Regions from separate parts of the Columba livia genome. Here region 1 is linked to region 2. A link is a contact called in public Hi-C data. All regions are on one chromosome and are shown on one strand. The core of a region is the stretch at or near the end of the contact, and the rest is flanking DNA. Distances in the headings are between cores, read along the strand shown.

The links. Hi-C and Micro-C count contacts between places; a contact is called where the count stands out from the background.
Region 1: a Hi-C map of crop shows a contact between it and region 2, with 4 times the contacts expected there. The contact joins the promoter of WNT8B here to the enhancer-like site in region 2. A contact is called at or near these places in 2 of 2 Hi-C or Micro-C datasets (crop and liver).

Annotation. Positions count from the first base shown.
Region 1 is chr6:20,859,485-20,862,298 of bColLiv1.pat.W.v2, reverse strand. WNT8B (Wnt family member 8B) reads right to left here and starts at 1,509. Exons shown (of 6, transcript XM_021284276.2): 1 at 1,167-1,509. The coding sequence starts at 1,225.
Region 2 is chr6:20,751,385-20,754,386 of bColLiv1.pat.W.v2, reverse strand. All of the region lies in intron 2 of PLCE1 (phospholipase C epsilon 1), which reads left to right. Among named protein-coding and RNA genes, the nearest start is that of PLCE1, 40 kb to the left of the region's middle. Within about 2 kb of position 1,651, at least 1 of the 3 cell types and tissues checked has an H3K27ac peak away from gene starts, as active enhancers do.

The DNA.
Region 1 (2,814 bases), core at 260-2,759, 110 kb before region 2:
AGTTTTATCTTGAGCTTGCTACTGTATTATATTTATACATATACAAACTGTTGCACATTCCTTTAACAAAGCGGGAAGAAAATCTCTGAAATAACATAAATTTCACTCCTAGCATAGCAGAAATGGGCTCCCGTTTAGCTGAGTTTCTCTTTCTGTAATTTTGGTTTCTCCATCCATGGTAATAACCTTAGTGATCTGCTATGGGGGAGGCAGGAGATTTTAGTAAATGACCAGGAAGACTTTCCTTGCTGTTAGGGATACATCCGTAACCCACTGAGCAGATTCCCCAGGGCACCACAGAAATGCAAGAATAAAGTTTGGGTACTCAGTAAAAATTACATAGGAAAAAACACCTATAGAGGCAGGTCATTTGAGTCCATCTCCACCGGAGCATGGGATAGATACATTCCACAAGGAATGATACGAGATTTTGTGCAAGTGTAATCTCTTTCTGTTCACCCTTATAAAACATTTCTGGAAATAAATGTAAAAGCACATAGAGGCCCACAGGAGACAAGCACAGGTTTGTGTACGGGGGGACTGGTCTGACGGGACCCGGCCGGTTGGGAGCCAAGCCGTAGCAATCTCCATATCGAAAGCTTCTCCCCAGGAAATCCTAATACATGAATTTCAGACATGTGTAATCCTGACCCTGTGCCTGCCAAGGCGCCCAGGTCTCCAGCTGCTCCTCCGGAGTGACTCTCCTGTGGGTCTAACTCACCCCGCCAGCTCTGAGCTCTTAATCGGGGACTGTCCTCCTCAGGGAGTGTGGGAGAAGCCTCATTTGATTTGATTAAGACAAGAGACAAGCAGACTGTGAGCCTCTGGAAAAACAGAAATCCTTGTCTGTCCTGTTGGGTTATCTTCCCAGCTGGAAGTGAGGGGCTAGATCTTACGCTCTCCTCTGCTCTGTTTTACCCCAGCTCAGGATTTGGCCCATGGACTTATTGCTGGGAGGAGAGGGGGGAAAAGGGGACTTTCTCTGCTCAGATTTAATCTCTGCCAGTGAGTGTGTTGAGACTTAGTTAAATGTCTGGTCCCATTAAAGACCAGAACTGAGCTAAGTGGAAAAGAAGGGACATTTAGGAAGGTGAAGAGGAATTTCCTTAGGGTGTCCGGGAAGAGCACCTGCCTGTGATACAGACTGAGGTGCTCTTGATACTCACCAGGCACAGCAGGACTGGAAGAAGGGAGTGAGGAAGAAGATGCCCAGATATGGGTCCATGTGAAATATAAGATCCAAACAAAGAAGGAAAAAGGAGATTCTAAAAAACCCCAAACTTGGGTACCACCACCACCAGAGAAAAGGAAAAAAAAAAAAAAGAAAAAAGAAAAAAAAAAGGAGAAAAAGACAACAAAACCAGAGAAGGGATGGATGGAGTTATTTCCACCCGGCACTGCTGGTGTGATGAAGAGGCGTATGCCCCCTGAATCCCAACTTCTGCGAAGGGTAACCAATCCTAAAGTAAGAGCTAAAGGGGGTTGGTGAAATGGAGCCGCAGAACTTCCTAAGAAGAGATTATCTACTTAATTAAAGATTTTTTTTTTCCCTAAGTCCTTCAGCCAATCAGGACTCAAGTGCCAGAGAGAGATTGAACTGATGAAAAGAACACCCCAGGTTCCTCGAAGACAAATGCACCACGAAAGGGATAAGTAAGAGGGAGGGAAAAGGGGAAAACAAAAAAAAAAAAAAAGAAAAAGAGAGAGAGGGATAAGGAAAGAGACAGCAAATCCCTTAAAGTAATCACTAGAATCAATCTCCACCAGCACTGCCCTGCCTCTCCATCCCCTGGAAGGGCTGCTTTTGGCATGCCCTCACCTCCTCCTGCCTTGGAGACATCGCTGGGGCTGGGGTGTGCTGGGTGCCACAGGATGGGGAGCTTGGGTTCGAGCTGTCACGCCTGCTTTGTGGAGGCCATGCAGCGTACTTCAGGGAGAAGCTGGGAAGCAGATATGTGAACATCGTCTCTGCCTCAGTCCCCCCCAGAAGGTTGAGAATTGGGGCCCTTCCTACCTTCATCTGCTACTCCTTCACCATGATGACCTGCTCTTTCTTCCCACCTCCTTTTTGCCACATGCCATCCTCACCCTGGGAGAAAGGTCTCTGATTAAATCTTAACTTTTTGCTTTTAAGGTTTCAAATAAAGTCCATGAGAGGGGTTCTTTGGTTTGGAAGCATCAGCAGTCTCCCAGTGAGAGCTACTTAGAAGTGCATCCAGACTGTCTCTTCTGGCCATGTGGGACATCCCATTTATGACCACACTGCCCACCACAGCCACTCTGACCAGCCCCAGGGCAACAGGACCAATCTTGCCCCCCTGTCCCAGAGCTGTAAGAGCATCTTCACCATGCTGCACAGCTGATTTTTGTGCTGTAAATGTTACCAGCTAAAATGTGGGCTGAGACCACTCAAACTCCTTCTACCAGGGGTGCAGCCGCTGGGTAAAAAGGCCAGGGCAGGATTTGAAGGGGTGTGAGACTGCACGGCTGGGCCATCAGGCAGGGCTGGCTAGAGGCTGAACTTTGCTCAGGACCACCTCAGGCAGATAAAATGTCCCTCCTGTGTTGCACAGTATCAGAGACGGAAACCTGCCCAGCAGAGATTTGCTCTCAGCTGGACTTTGGCCATGGCAAGACCAGCTCTGGCAGGACACAGCACGCTGGCAAAACCCTACCCTTGCCCCAAGCACTGCCCACCCAACCAGGGGGGACTCTCACCCTGGGAGGTAGCTGGGCAGTTTGCAAGCACCCAGGTGAGGAGAAAATGCAGCCACCAGCAATTGCTCCCAGGGCCAGCTGTGCCTGTCAGCTGCA
Region 2 (3,002 bases), core at 402-2,901:
CCAAATTTTTGGGACTTATTTGGATAGAGGTTTTGTTCATTTTTGTAATCATACAAACTATTTTTGAATTTTAGAGCTGAGTTTGTGTATGTATTTTTGCAGAATAAAGCAGGGCAGGTTTACCAGGGAAGATGGGGAAGAGTTGGTACATTGTCTGTTAGGACTGGCTTGTGCAATGCACTCTGTTTCTTTTTGTTGATAGTGAGCTTACTCCACATCCACACAGATAGTGGATATGTTTTATCCTGGCTACAGACATCATTCTTTGGGACCTTTAAATGAGTTTCACTAACATGAAAGGTGTTTACATAGATAGTGATGAAAATATTGCCTTCTCTCTTCAGAATTGAGGTTGTCACTGTGTAGGATTGTGGAAGGATCACTCATTGATTCTTGTAGCAGGCTGTTCAGTGGAATCCAGCATTGCCTGTCCCTCACTCTGCTTCAGTGCTCTCTGTGACCTAAGTGGTCAGATCTTATTTAGTCTGCACCCTCTGGCATGACAGAAAAAAACAGTCAGAGACAGTTGATAGCATGTCAGCTACCATGACCAGTGATCCTCCGTGGATTGAGGGCTTTAAATATTCCTTACCTGGTAGGTAACCAAGTTTCTTACCACCGAGTAGCAGCAGCAGAGCTGGGCTTTTGTCTGTGGTGAAGGTCCCAGCTCCAGAACCTTGGACCATGCATTTGCTCCCCTGGGTAAGGTATCTGTCAACTGTTTTTTATCTTAACCCATTTATAGACCATATCCCATACCATTTTTAGGGCCCTGCAGACTTCTCCAAATGCCATCCTTAATAGCATTTATCTCAGGGTTTGGTCCAGCTGCTGCTGTTTGTAAATGACTCATGCCTGCAGCTTGCACTGTCTTGATTTCCCTATAGCTTTTTCAGGCTCCTTCTCCCCAGGTTCTTTTTGGTGGATGACTCCAAGATCTGCTGTTTCTTTCTAGGCTTCCTAACCTTGGAAGTCTCTGTAGGGTTTCTCATTAAATTCTGTGAAGGAAAGGGGGGACTGTTCTCCTCCCTGCCTTGAAAACGCTAGTTTTTTATAACACCTTCTAAGTAGTTTTGCTCTTTTTACTTCAAGCCTATCAGTAGTTGTCTTTTCTCGTTCACTAGTTACGTTCTTGAACTTACCTTCAGCTTGCTCACTATTCCCTGGACCAATGGTCTTTATGGAGCCTCTTTTATCCTTCAGTCTTAGAGCAGGCTTCTCAAAATATGTCCCATTAGTTCTCTACTACTTCATAGTATTTTTTCATAGTGTTCACAACCTGCTCTTGGCTGAGTCTGACAGTTAAAGCTGGAATTCCTTCTTCATGCAATTGTGTGGTCTTAATGGGCACTCCTGCTTCTATTAGTGTTACACCCAGCTTTGTTGAGCTCATTCAAATTTACATGTGGCATCTGTACCATTTATAGCTATTACATTTACATTTTAGGGGTTTTTTGGGGTCCTTTTACTTTCCATGTTCTTTTTGGAGATTTTTTTTTTTCCAGGGATGGTTAGTGAACAGTATTGAAACTTCATGTTGGATGGTTCATATGCACATAGTTGTAGTATTACACTTTTAGACTGCAATTTGCTTTCCAAAAGAGCTGGTATTTTTGGCTGAATTTAAATGTCCATTTCATCAAACTGTTGTAAAGAATAGTACATTTGTAACTGATTTCCTGTTGTACTCATCAGGAAAAAAAGACGTATTATCTAATCAGTACTTATATTAGGCAGTAGTGGCCAGATCCCTCTGATCGTTGCTTGATTTTAATTTCTCTGTTCTGCAAAGGAACACAAGGAAAACAACAGCCTAGATGAAAGCAGATTCACAGGAAATACCCATGTGGTGGTGACTCAGTGGATCCAAGAGAACAAAAACTGAAAGAAACATTTTTCATTAAGTAAAAGAAGTGGAAATTGATATAACAGTACTGGGCACAATTTGCTAATGAGATATGAAAGGTAGTTAACTGAAAGAACTAGTGAAAAGCAGCCAATTTTAGGAAAAGCTTGGGAGGAAAAGAAAAGAGAGAGTTGACAAAGAGTCCTTTGAGTGTTAGGACTTCAGAAATGTAGAGAGCAAAAAACAACAACAAAATCTTATTTCCAAACCTAACCAGAACTAAAGGTTTTACTGTTTTTCTATGCAACTAAGACATGTAAACCAGTGATCGTACTATTAGGATGGTTATGTACAAAAGTTGCACTTTCAAGTAGAAACAAAAAGAAAATTAAAAGAATTTGGAGAGACATTGTTCGTCGTCATCTGATTTCTAAACCATTATGAACTGAGGCACTCTGGCAAGACTTGATGTGCCAAAGCCAAGCGTGTGTGGCAAGGCTCAGTAGTTGGGCTATTTTGCTAGCTTCTTGGGGTTTTAATTAGATGATGTTTTATAGGATTTTTTTGCTGGGTATATTTTCTGCTATGGAAAATATCTGATGAAAATAACATACTATCTTAAATTGGTTGCTGGTTTAAAAAATTCAAATCTGCAAGCAGAGTTACTGAGTTTTGGTTTTGATAAAAATCAGTTTCAATTTCTTATCTGGGTAACAAATGAAATCAAATAATGAAATAGAAATAATGAAACTTAATTTTGGAAAGCTTAGAATAATAAAGTTTGTTAGAAGACTAAGATGATGCATGTCAGAAAATTCAGCACTGCAATTGATATCTTGAGTCTCCACATGGACTTCCACCTCTCTCCTGCAGATGAGGGGCAGAGCTTCCAAGTATATCTGTTTCATATGTTACCATTATCAGGCTAGCGGCAGTACTTAACATGTGCACATGGAAGAATTGTTAGGTTGCTTAGGTGTGTATCATTAGTAGTATGTGCACCACAGTTTGGAAACCCGTGACTGAGCCCATGATTTGGCTGGATCAAGTGTTGTAGTTTTTGACCGACATTATTTGCATCATGTTCTGTTGATAAATACTAGGTTGGCCCAAATCTAAAACAATCCAGACCATAATTTGGTTTCATTTTTTTTAA